Linked DNA regions of Mus musculus: all the other regions are linked to region 2. The links are chromatin contacts, called in public promoter capture Hi-C maps. All regions are on one chromosome and are shown on one strand. The core of a region is the stretch at or near the end of the contact, and the rest is flanking DNA. Distances in the headings are between cores, read along the strand shown.

What was found. Promoter capture Hi-C pulls out the DNA fragments that hold promoters and counts their contacts.
Region 1: a promoter capture Hi-C map of pre-B cells shows a contact between it and region 2, with 4 times the contacts expected there. The contact joins the promoter of Relt here to the promoter of Uvrag in region 2. A contact is called at or near these places in 2 of 39 promoter capture datasets (liver and pre-B cells) and 1 of 9 other capture datasets (liver).
Region 3: a contact with region 2 is called in a promoter capture Hi-C map of liver, with 3 times the contacts expected there. The contact joins the promoter of Aqp11 here to the promoter of Uvrag in region 2. A contact is called at or near these places in 2 of 39 promoter capture datasets (liver and pre-B cells) and 1 of 484 Hi-C or Micro-C datasets (pre-B cells).

What each region holds. Positions count from the first base shown.
Region 1 is chr7:100,860,488-100,864,742 of GRCm38.p6, reverse strand. It overlaps Relt (RELT tumor necrosis factor receptor), which reads left to right and starts at 1,330. Exons shown (of 11, transcript NM_177073.6): 1 at 1,330-1,449.
Region 2 is chr7:99,139,482-99,143,725 of GRCm38.p6, reverse strand. Uvrag (UV radiation resistance associated gene) reads left to right here and starts at 2,582. Exons shown (of 15, transcript NM_178635.3): 1 at 2,582-2,892. The coding sequence starts at 2,776.
Region 3 is chr7:97,735,879-97,740,323 of GRCm38.p6, reverse strand. Aqp11 (aquaporin 11) reads left to right here and starts at 2,077. Exons shown (of 3, transcript NM_175105.3): 1 at 2,077-2,955. The coding sequence starts at 2,337.

The DNA.
Region 1 (4,255 bases), core at 81-2,580, 1.7 Mb before region 2:
GCTCTCCTGGCCACCTTAGATTCTTTGAATGATGCTGGGGGAGTGGGAAGGTAACGGAAGAGAAGGCTGTGGGAGCTGAGATGTGCTACTGCTAGTGCCACCGCACCACTACTGCTACTACCACCGCACCATACCACACACGGGCCCAGTTTATAACCATTGCAAGAGTGCAATGGTTACTTACTGCCTGGCTTCTACAACGATGTCTCATAGTGTTGGTCACTCTTTTTGTGTTTGCTTGCTTGTGAAACAATGTCTCCATATGTAGCCCAGGCTGGCTTGGAACTCAGGAGCTTCCTGCCTCTGCCTCCCAAATCCTGGCCTCCCAGTCCGTTACTTCTCCTGTCCTCCACTGGACACTGCGATGGCTGGCATTGGTGATAGAAGAGTGGGACCGCTGGTGTTAGGGGAGAGGATTGTCATTGTCATACCTACTTGGGGGAGGAACCAGCTACCCTGAAGGAAGGGGTATTTAGGCCAGGTTCCAAAGGAATTCACCAGGTGAGCATTCCTTATAGTCTCTCTTATTAGCTAGGTGGGGGATTCTAGAAACCAGCTTGGGTCTCATCCAAGACACTGAGGGTGCTCTTACCCACAACCAATTCCAAAGACTATTCCCAGGCAGTGGCAGCTGTGGCCCTAGTTACACAGGCAATGGTGACAGGATCTGAGTAGCATTCATGTCTCAAGCACCTTTTCGCTGCATCACACAAGCCCAGATTTCTTGGTTCGGAGCACACACACACACACACACACACACACACACACGCCCGCACGCGCGCGCGCACACACACACACACACCACACACACACACACACACACACACACGCCCGCACGCGCGCGCACACACACACACACACACACCACACATACACACACACACACACACACACACACACACACACACACACACACACGGCCGCGCCTCCCTGATGCGCCCCAAGGGATGCATGCGCACACACACACACACACACACCACACATACACACACACACACACACACACACACACACACACACACACACACACACACACACACACACACACACACACACACACACACACACACACACACACACACACACACACACACACACGGCCGCGCCTCCCTGATGCGCCCCAAGGGATGCATCTGAAGAACATCCTAGTCGTAGCCCCTGCAGTTCCTAGGAGGCTCAAGAGGTGGCGATGCGGAGCAGCGTGGCCTGGCGGGAGAATCGTGAGCCCTTGGCCCGCAGAGGGGCTCGGGGTTAGGGGCCGCAAGTCGGAGCTCTGACGTCGGGGGCGGGGCCAGAAGCCGTGACGCGAGGGGAGGGGCCGCGCAGCTTCCCGGCCAGGCCGGCGATTCATTCAAAAGGCGCGCAGGCTGCGCGGCCGGCCCCGAGCGCTCGCCTAGCGGGGCCCCGGCGCCGCGTCGGACGCTGAGCGAAGCTGGTGCTGCGGGCCAGGTAAGGAGGGTGCGCACGGCCCTCAGCCCCGCTCCGCTGCTCCGAGGAAGTTCTCCTGAGCGGCGGATGCGTCAGCCCCGCTCTCCTGCCCAGTCCCGTCCCATCCTGGTGCTGTCTACGCGTCCCGGAGCCCCCGGGCTGCGCGTCCTCCCGGCACCGCGCGCGGCGCAGTCTGTCAGAAGGTGCGCGAGAGGAAGCAGCGGAACTTGGCGTGCAAGGGGTCGGGGGAGCCCGGGAAACTTGGACTGACACCAAAGGCCGGCTGCGGGACGGGACGGCGGCGCCTCGGTGCGGCTGCAGCGCGGGGCGGCCGGGAAGGGGGGGGGTGTTCTGAACGGTGTCAGCCAGTGACTGTGGGTGACACGGCGCATGAGGCGGCCTGGCCCGGGCGAACGTGTGGCTGGGACACTGGGCGGTGACGCCGAGCCTAGCGGGCGACACAGAGGGGCTCTGTGTGTGAGGCAGGCAGAGTGTGTGTGATTGTGTATGTGAGAGACCCCAGGTCACTGGGGTCACTGTGTGTGGCCGGCCTGTAGTGTGACCCGGGCTAGTTGTGAGTATAAGGTAGAACAGAGGAACCCTAAATAACTTAAGCAAGCCCTGAATCACGGGGTCATAGGGTGCATGTGGGACGGGGTGGGGGGGGAGGGAGGAGAGAGAGAGAGAGAGAGAGAGAGAGAGAGAGAGAGAGAGAGAGAGAGAGAGACTGTCTGCCTGCCTGCCTGCCTAGGATAGAGTAAGACAAGGAGGAACCTGACACCTTCCAGTGTTTGAGGGGCCAAGGAAGATCAGGAGTCTAGGGAATAAAGATCTCTCTCCAAGACACCCTTAGAGTTCAGTTTAGTGAGTTTGCACGCAGACATGACCTAGCAGAGGAAGCCAGAATTGGGTGGGCTAGCCCCTCTGGCACAGAGAAGACCTGAGGTGGTCTCAGTCTCCACTCCACTCCACGCTCACACACACACACACACACACACACACACACACACACACACACTGAAGTCCCCAACATCTAGCAAGGCACTGTGTATTCTGTTTTGTGATCAGATCTACCCCTGCTAAGCCTCAGTCTCCCAGTCTGCAGAGAGGTGTGAATAGCCTGTGAATCATCACTTTGGGATCCTCTATTGTTTTTGGGTCAGTCTTCTCCATTCTCCTCTCCCCTCCAGACAGAAAGACTGCAGTGGGGGTGGGGGCAGGCGTCTGCTTGTGACACAATGGAGTGGTCCAAGGTTCCCATGTGTTGGTGAACAGTTGGAAACAGTCTTGCTCACAGTTGGTCAAGAAGATGTCAGGCTCCCACTCAAAAGCCACTGGCCCTTTAGATACTGAAACCTCAATCCAAAGACACTTCTCTACCCAGGTCTCCTTTTTCAGCCCCCTGGTTGGAAAGAGAGGGAATATTTGTTCTCCGGCAATGAATGGTCTGTTCTGATCTGGTCTTGGAGTTCTTGCTTGGTCTCTGGAAAAGGCCATTCTGAGACTCCTGCTCCCACAAGAGGGGCAGTGCCTCAATTTATGTAGAATGGGTGGCATCTGGGCTCCCTAGCTCCAGAGGTGGCAGTAGCGATGGGGTACCACATCTGATAGAAGTAGTATGTGGAGGGTCTGTTTTTGGTGACCCTCTGGAAGGGGGGCTTGACATTGGGGTGGGGGACAGTGACAGGCTTTCCTTTAAACACTTCATAATGTGCTGTTTTGTTGAATCCTTACAGCGGTTCTAAGATGTGGTGACTCTTAGAGGAACTGAGGCCCAGAGAACCACAGTGGCTTGTCCAAGGTCACATAGACTCAGGACAGTGCCAGGACTGGGATTCAAGCCTGCCTGTGAGGTGCTTGGAGAGGATCACCACTTTCCTGGTAGTTGCTCTTGGCATATCTGAGCTCCCATCTATCAGACTTGGGCTGGCAGGCCTGGTAGGCCTGGCACAGGTGCCCCAATTGAGTTTGTAGTGAGATTCGCATGCCCACGTGGCTAACAAATTGCAAGTGGGCGTTTTTAGTCTTCTTGTTCCTTCTCCGCCTCTGAGCCAGAGATCACCAGGAAGACCTATCTCCTGCCTTTTAGAGCCTGCAGCTGGTCTTGGAAACATGTATCCTGGCTCTGAAGTATCTGGAGTAGCAGCACAGCCTGGGGTGCAAGGATGGTGACCTTCATCATACTTAAGATGTCCCCAACCCCCTATCTTTGACTCTCTCATTTGCTGTGGTGGAGAGCAAATGGAGTGACCTTGTGCTTACCCTACCCAGTCTGGGTCTCTGTCTCCCCATTCTTCCCAACAACTCTTTCTAATTCTGATCATTGCTGTGCTCAGCCTAGAGCTGAGGCTGGGGATCAGGGTGTCCCTCAGTTCTCCCTGGAATGACTGGAGCTGTGCTTTTGGGGCTGATGAAAATAGCTGTCTTGGTCTCCAGGGGCTGAGCCCAAGTTATTTCCATCCCCAGCCCAGAGGTAGAAATAGCTCAGGGCCAGGAGAAGGAGAGAGGGGAGAAGGGTTAACTAAGGGTTAATCTTCCCTTCTGGCCCAGCCTCTGTGGAGCCCCCCAGCTCTACTGTATGCCCCACCCAAGCCAAACCATTCTGGGAACTTGGGCCTCTGGGGATGAAAGTGGGGCCACGCTGGGTTTCTATTTGGTGTGGTAGTTGCTACAGGGAGGTGCCTGTGTCTGCCATTGGTAGGAAGCATAGAGGGGCCCACCTTACAGAGCCAGCAGGCTCAGCCCCTCCATATACTGGGAGAGACTAGTTCAAAGAATGACAGGGCACATAGCCCCTAGCATTGCGGGCATAGCTCTCCTGTCCACT
Region 2 (4,244 bases), core at 1,333-3,832:
TCAAGAGGAGTCAAAGACTGCAATTATGCAGCCAAGGATCTGAGAGATACCAGAGGCTGGAAGAACAAGGAGGGCTGACACCCTGAACTGTGGGAGAATACATTTCTGCTGTTTTCAGCTACCAAGTCTGTGGTAATTTGATAGGGCAGCCTTGGCAAACAAGCACAGTTTAGAGACAGAAATGTTTTCTGTGAAATTCCACTGGATCTTGGCATTGTATGGCTTGAACTAGGCATGATTTGGAATTTCCCAACTGCTCACTTCTCAACAGATACCTGACACTGAGGCTCCAGCCATGAGGAACTGCTCTGTGTTTCAAAATAAGAGACTGTGACGTCAAAGCAATTCATTCCTAAGGTCAGATGCAACTCATTTCCCCTGAAAGTTAATATGCTTACCATTTATTTTAAGATGGGGGCAGGGCTATGGGTATAGCTCGGTAAAGTGCATTCTGTCCAACTACCCGGATCTGAATAACAGCCCCAGTATCCTGATGAGAAAGCTGGGCATGGCAGTGCAGACCTCTAACCCCAGAGCTAGGGAGGCAGAGGCAGGAGGATCCATAGGGCTCACTGGCCAGCCATCCTGCTCTACTTTGTAAATTCCAGGCTAACAAGGGACCTCCATCTTTAAACAAAACAAAACAAAACAAAAAACAACAACAAAAAAAACCCCAAGATGGACGGTTCCTGAGGAACGATACTTGAGGCTGACTTCTGATCTCTGCACACACACACATACCTGCATGCATACCTGTGTACACAAATGTGTCCACACACACAAACATGTGCACATACTTTGTTTGTTTGTTTGTTGAGACAGGGTTTCTCTTTGTAATCCTGGCTGTCCTGGAATTCACTCTGCAGACCAGTCTGGCGTTGAACACAGAGATCTACCTGCCTCTGCCTCCAAGTGCTGGGATTAAAGGCATGTGCCATCATGCCCAGATACACATAATTCTTAAATAGTGCTAGGGATTGAACCCAAGGCCTTGTGAATATTCGGCATCTACTCAACCATTGAGCTATATATACATCTTCCCACTCAGTAAAAGATTTTAAATCCATCTATTATATGTTGGAGTCTTCATGGGCACAGATACTGGCCCACCTACCACCCCCCTCAGTGACACCAGTACTATTCAGCGCATGGACAGACAGTGGGGAGCTGACCTGCTCAGTGACAAAGCTAGAAGGTGGCAGTCAGAATCCCAAACTGCCTGCTTCCTGTTGTGTCTGCCTCTCTGAACACTGTGTTCTTTCAGCTATAACAGTCCAGGTGGTGGAGAAATTCACACTCTATGGGGACGGGGGAATCAATATTCTGCAAAATGACTCAGTGCTACTTATAGAAGCAATGGCTGTAGCTGCTATTATGGTCAAAGAAGTCTTCAGGGAAGGGAGGGCATTTGAGCTGTACCTTCATATTCATTTCTCTATTATCTGCAAGCAATGCGGATCCAGGGACGAATCAGACAAGGTCTTTTGGTTGAGGAATTCACATATGAGTGTTTGAATTCGGGGAGGCTGTGTGTGTTAAATGACTATTAAAAGACAAAGTGGAGGCTGCTGTGGTGGCACACTCCTGTAGTCCCAGCACCTGGGGAGCTGAGGTAGATTGAGCTACATGGTGAGTGGCAGGTCAGCCAAATCTCGCCCCTCCCCCCGCCCCGCCCCCGCGCAAAGCAAGTAAACAAACAAAGACAACACAATAGAATAAGCAGGTCTGTGGTAAAGGCAAGTTTCCTAATTCGGAGTTTCAGAGAAGTCTTTTGGAAGGACTCCTGCCCCAGCTGAAATACGATGGCTAAGCAAGCGTTAGTCACAAGCAGTAAAGGCTTTCTAGGCAGAGCATAAGCATCCCACCAGCAGAGGTGAGACAGTCTCTTGGCTGGCTGGCACACTTTGTGGCTAAGCTTACTAGTTATAGAAGCTAGAAGGGGCGTGGACTTGCAGGTCTGAGTGGATCACTGAAGAGCTGGTGGACTGCCCGATGGATCTTTGGTCTCAGTGATCGCGGCTCGGTGGCGGCTCCCCCTCTCAGTCATAAAGCGTGGCTTTTTTTTTTTTTTTTTGTACGTGGATGAGAACACTTCGGGAAGTCAGACCATCCATCCATCCCGACTCAGCTGGTGCCAAGCGGGTCCCCGCCCTCCACTGGAGGCTCTGTTACCATAGCAACTAGGTTAGGGCGGAAGTGGCTTAGAGGACTGACTCTCACTAATCAGGTGACTCTCCAGACTTCTGCACGTGACACGACATACCAGGCGCGCGCTCTACCTAATCAAGAAGCCGTCCCTGTTTCACTGACAACTGACAGCGCTCTAGAGCAATAGCCCACGAGGCTTCCCTAGGAGACCACACCCCTCAATAGGGAAAGGGCCAATTAGGCTGAGGCAAAGAGAAGTTACGCCCCAGGTTTAGCCCGGGTTTGACAGACGCAATTGAGGCCATCCTAGAGTCCCTCCGCCCCTAGCCATTGCGGCCGACGACGGACGGGCCCACTGGCCAATAGCACGTCCCTTGGCCGCCACCGGGTCCCGCCCTCTCAGAAACGGAACCAATGAGCACGCCAGCTCTGGGCCGGGTGGAGGGGTTGCACTGCGGTAATATGGCTCTTCCTTAGCCAGCGGCGGTGGCCAGCGCGGGCGCAGAGCTGCTGGGGCTCTCGGTGCCCGGTTTCTAGGCTGTAGGGGCTCTGCGAATCACAGCTCGGGAGGCAGCGGCCGATGCGGGAGGACTGCCCACCTGGCCGCTCGGCGGCTCAGGGGTCCAGATGAGCTCCTGCGCCTCGCTCGGGGGCCCGGTGCCCCTGCCACCCCCGGGCCCGTCCGCCGCGCTGACGTCCGGTGCCCCCGCGCGGGCCCTGCATGTGGAGCTGCCGTCTCAGCAGGTGAGCCGGCCGCGAGCCGGGGGGCGGAGAAGGTTGGCGGGGCTCGCAGGGCTGAGGAGGGCTGACAGGAGGAGGAGCCCCCTCCCCGGCCGTTCCCGCGCTCAGACCCCCGCATCCCTCCAAGAAGGCGCCGGGGAGCCCTGCCCCGCTGGCCGCCGCCGCGCTTTCCCTTTCGCTCCCCGATCGAGGAGTCGGTTTTCTGCACTTATTCTTAGCGTTTCGGGTGCTTCCTTCCGCTCCTCCTGAGGAAGGTATTTGGGACGTTGGGGTTTCCTTTCCAATCTCAGATCCTCATGGCACACTCCACTCCCTCGGGTGAGTGTCTGGAAGGAGGATTTGAAGTAAATATTCATAGCTTGTATCTCACGTGTGTGTGTGTGTGTGTGTGTGTGTGTGTGTGTGTGTGTGTGTGTGTAATAAGGACAAGAGAACACTGACTTTGGGAATCTGACAAAATTCTTGGCAACACCCGCCTATCAGTACATCTTCCACTGGCCTCCCTCAGTCCCTCGGGGAGACTCTGCAGGAACCTTAGCATTGAAGAGGACCTGGAGAAACTGTCAGTCATGGAGAGGTTACCGAGCTGGGTCTGTGCAAAGTGAGCATTGAATCGTCACAACTCCATGAGATAGCTGGTTTTATTGTCCCGGTTTCTCAGTTCTAGGAACAAGCTTGCTCACTGCCTCTCTGTTAGTGTTTCTGGTGGGGATGGATTTCCAAATACAGAGTCTGACTCCAGCTTGTGCTCAGCAGCAATAGTTTGCTTTAGACTTGAGAGCAGCTGCTCCACCACGGTCCACAGGACGAGCTCCCTCAGACCCTTTCTGTAACTTTCCATCCTTGCAAGAGACAGGAAGGAGCCACTTAGGAGCGCAGAGGCTATGGGAGAGAGGGCCAGGCATAGAGTGCATCGGAATGTAAAGGAAAGAGCAATGTTGCACCCCACCCCCCCAACCCGGTGCCGGATGAGGTGCCGGATGAGTAGGGAAGCAACGTTAACTGCAGAAGCAAGGCTCTGTAGTAGGAGAGAATTTAGCAAATCAGAAGGCATGTGCCCAGGTTTTGTAGTGCCATTGGAGAGGGAGTTTGGAGAATATTAGGAGTTGGAAAGGAATGAGGCTTGTATTGCGTTTCCAGGTCGTGGGAGAGGATGAGAGGGTGGCTGGGAGAGTAGTCTGTGGATTGGGCATTAATGTGAATTTTTGCCTGTGTGGGAGGTGGAGTGTGAGGGCCTGCTGGGAGAAGCAATAGTGAGCACTGTTAGGAGCCGCCTGGAGAAATTGGGCATCTAGATGGGCATAGTTTAGGGAAGCTGTGAGAGCATGGCGGGTTGGAGAAGAGAACAAGGCATG
Region 3 (4,445 bases), core at 828-3,327, 1.4 Mb after region 2:
TATTACACACACACACACACACACACACACACACACACACACACACACATCCTTTTTGGTAAATATGAGTATAGAGTGAGTCATAAGATGTCTTGGATATGATTACAACCTGATGAGGTAAATCCTGGGTCACAAAGGTTATTCAAGGGAGATTAGATATATCTTTCACTAAATGGAGCTCCTCATGAGAAAACTAGAAAACTGGGGGAAAGGTTATGTTTCCTTAATCCCTATTCTAACATTCTCTCTCTCTCTCTCTCTCTCTCTCTCTCTCTCTCTCTCTCTCTCTCTCTCTGTGTGTGTGTGTGTGTGTGTGTGTGTGAGACAAAACAACCTTACAGCACTTATTGTTATATAATAATAGCATAAGGGCTACCGAAACAACATAAATAAATGTTTCAGACTGTGTTCCCATTAGAAGACTTTTTTTTTTTTTTTTCCCAAGACAGGGTTTCTCGGTGTAGCCCTGGCTGTCCTGAAGGTCACTCTGTAGACCAGGCTGGCCTCAAACTCAGAAATCTTTCAGCATGATCCAGCCCGGCTGTTTTCTTGTTTTACGGTGAATCTTGTCTGCATCATCTAATACGAGGTTCAAGTACTCCTCAATGCCAATAATGCAGCCATCTATCCCTCTTTCCCAATATTCACTTGCTCACACAGCCACACCGGAATCTGCCTGGCAAGTATCTGAACTTGAGGTTGGCGGACTGCACCATCACCCTCCACACCTTCTGTGGCCCTGGCCCTGGTATGCCATGGTTGGAAGTCACAAAGACCATCTAGGAGGAAGGTCGCCTCAGAAAGTGACTTCCAGAACTATTTTAATATTCCCTTTTTCCCCCCTTCCCTTTTGCTCCGGCCCCGCTCGCACTGGACCATAGGTTTTTTATTTGTTTTTCATTAAGGATGGTTGTGAGCCACCATGTGGTTGCTGGGATTTGAACTCACGACCTCCGGAAAAGCAGTCAGTGTTCTTAACCGCTGAGCCATCTCACCAGCACCTATTTTAATATTCTTATTTGGGATATCTATAAGGCAAACTTCACAATAGATGTTAACTGTGCTGGAATACTTGACTCTCAGCTGGTGCAAGACTTCAGCTCCAGGCTAGCTTCCTTTCCATGGCCCCTCAAACTCCCTTCTTTCCATCCTGCCTCAGGTTGTCCCAGGATTCTGGGAAGCCAACCAATCCAAGGGTTTCCTTCCCACACTGGATGCCAATGAGAACAAGCAAACAATGTTTTCTTAGTATTTTAATATCTCATGATGAAGATAACATAAACATTATAAACTTTGAGGACTTCATGCCTAAACCACCACCTGCAGGCAAGGTGCTTCCAGCAGGTAAAGGTGCCCAATTGAGGACTTGAGTTTGATCCCTGGGACCCACCTTGTGGAACACATGAGATTGGGCACAGCGACCCCCGTATGTATGTATGTATGTATGTATGTATGTATGTATATACATACATATATATATATGTGTGTGTGTGTGTGTGTATGCACATATATAAACATAAATAAGACAATTAGATAATTAAGCAAATGCATTCGATAAAAAATAAAACACAACATCCAAAGTTTGGAAATAGTGGCGATAGCTAGATAAAGTGTGAATATAATTAACGTCAATTTTACACATAAATGGATATATATATTTTCCCCCACACTTACGAAAAAAGTTCGAGTGTGGGTGAAGAAAACCAAAGCTCTAACACCTTGTCAAACCAGTCAAACCTCGGTTCTCACGCCCACTCCCAGTTGACCACAGCTCCTTCCCTGAGGGTCACCTCCTCGCTCCTCAACCTCAGTCTCTCCATTAGTAAAAACGGGGTGGCTGCAAAGATGACCTCTGGGGCTCCGTGGAGTACAGTTTCCGGAGTGTGCAAAGATCAAGGCAGAGTTCCCAAGCCACGCTCCGATCGCCACATGCTCTAGCACCAGCGTGGTGCGGTCTTAGGCTCGGGGTCCGGCGCTGAGAGCCCAGAGCTCGGGCGCCACGCGCGTGCGCAGTGGTCTCGGGGCCCTGGCCCTGTGCTGAGGGAGGCGGCGGAAGGCGGGTGCGCGTGGGGCTCTACAGACCGTTGTCCCCTCCGCCAGTGCCCAGGGACAGCTCCCTCGCCGCCTCCTTTCCCCCGCCCTCCCCCCCTCCCCGGCTCAGGTCACATCTGCACAGCGCAGCCGGGGAGGGGAGGAGCCCTCCAGCGCGGAACCCGGGCTCTCCACTCGGCCCGCCCCTGAGGGGCGTGGGAGGGCGGGGCGGCGGACTTCGGACTCCAGCCCCCGACGCTCCTCTGTCCCTGCCGCCCTCAGCCATCCCCAGCGGTGAGGGAGCCATGTCCGCGCTACTGGGGCTCCGGCCCGAGGTGCAGGACACCTGCATCTCGCTGGGGCTAATGCTGCTGTTCGTGCTGTTCGTGGGGCTGGCCCGCGTGATCGCCCGGCAACAGCTACACAGGCCCGTGGTCCACGCCTTCGTCCTGGAGTTTCTAGCTACCTTCCAGCTCTGCTGCTGCACCCACGAGCTCCAAGTGCTGAGCGAGCAGGACTCTGCGCACCCCACCTGGACTCTGACACTGATCTACTTCTTTTCCTTGGTGCATGGCCTGACCCTGGTGGGCACAGCTAGCAACCCGTGCGGCGTGATGATGCAGATGATTCTGGGGGGTATGTCCCCCGAAATGGGTGCCGTGAGGTTGTTGGCTCAGCTGGTTAGCGCCCTGTGCAGCAGGTACTGCATAAGCGCCCTGTGGAGCCTGAGTCTGACCAAGTACCATTACGACGAAAGGATCTTAGCTTGCAGGAATCCCATCCACACCGACATGTCCAAAGCGATCATCATAGAGGCCATCTGCTCCTTTATTTTCCACAGCGCTCTACTGCACTTCCAGGAGGTCCGAACCAAGCTTCGCATCCACCTGCTGGCTGCACTCATCACCTTTTTGGCCTATGCAGGTTTGTTATTCCTACCAAACACTTGGCAGTCCGGAGCCTCTATGACCAGAGGTTCTAAGTTCTTTACCGATACATTTGAGCACCCCCTGCACCCTACCCTGGGCCACTTATTATTCTAACCACCTTGCAGCCTAGCAGTTGGAGCCAACATACAGATCTTCATTCATTGCTGTTTTGAACACCCAGAGAAAGCAGACACTCCGGTGCCGAAACTAAGATCGTGGCAGATTACTGCCAAAGGCTTAAATAGCCCACAAAGGGATTGTTTTAATGTTAGAAAGGCAGCTTATCAGTTACGGCTCTCATGCCAAGGTGGTATAGATTGCTTCTGACACTCTTACTGAGAAACGATCCGGTCAAAAAGTTCCTTCGAGCTTAAAGTGCACGATAGGTCAGTAGTTGACCGCGAGGAGAAGCAGTTCTGTAGCTGCATTCACGTCCTACTTTTTTCCTACAAATTACTTGTCATATTCCTTATGTGGAGTTGCACGTGGACTTTTAAGTAGACTCCCATGAAAGGTGTGTTTCAAGTTTAAACTGTTCTTGTTTTGTTTTTACGAGACAGGGTTTCTCTGTGTATCCCTGGCTGTCCTGAAACTCACTTTGTAGACCAGGCTGGCCTCGAACTCAGAAATCCACCTGCCTCTGCCTCTCAAGTGCTGGGATTAAAGGCGTTTGCCACCACAGTCCGGCTCAAGTTTAAAATGTTTTTAAAGATGCTCTTTAAAAACAAATCATTCTCAGCTGGGTGTGGTGGCACACGCCTGTAATCCCATCACTCAGGAAGCAGAGGAGGAGGATAATGTTAAATTCGTTGTCAGACAGTGCTAAATACTGAAACCCGGTCTAAGGAAAACAAAACAAAAACAAGAAAAAAAAACCCTCCAGAAGTCTTATTTACTTGTTTACTTTCACAAAGCTTAGCTGCAGTAGCAATTCAAAAATTGTTTAATGATAAAATGCGCCTTTTAAAAGAGTGTGTCATTTAAAATAATGAAATACTTTTACTGGGATGATAGTGGAACTATAAAGAATGTTTTAGAGGCATGAATATAAATAAAGGACACCTAGTGACAGTCTTAATACTTCTTGTACTCATTAAAAGGGAAACCCTGCCTAGCACTGCCCTTCTGGGCTCAAGCCAGGGCACAGTAAACAAAACCCCTTGACTTCCAGTGTAGGCTTGACTTCCTGGGGCAACATGAAAGACTTCAGAAGTCTCCTTTCTTTGAATCTAGCATTGTTTTTTTAGTTGACACACAGGAAAACACATTGTGTGGGATAAGAGAAGTGGGCACGTGCTATTTGAGGGGCCAGTGAGAGTTTCAGCTAAAGCAGAAACTCCCGCTGTGCATGAGCAGTTCTACCACAGGAGAGTTCTGTGCTTGCCCATTAAAGCAGCAAAGAGCTGTGCAGGTGATTCATGCCCGAGATACTAGCACTGGACAGGTAGAGGCAGGAGGAATAAAGTCTTCTGCTACTGACTGGGT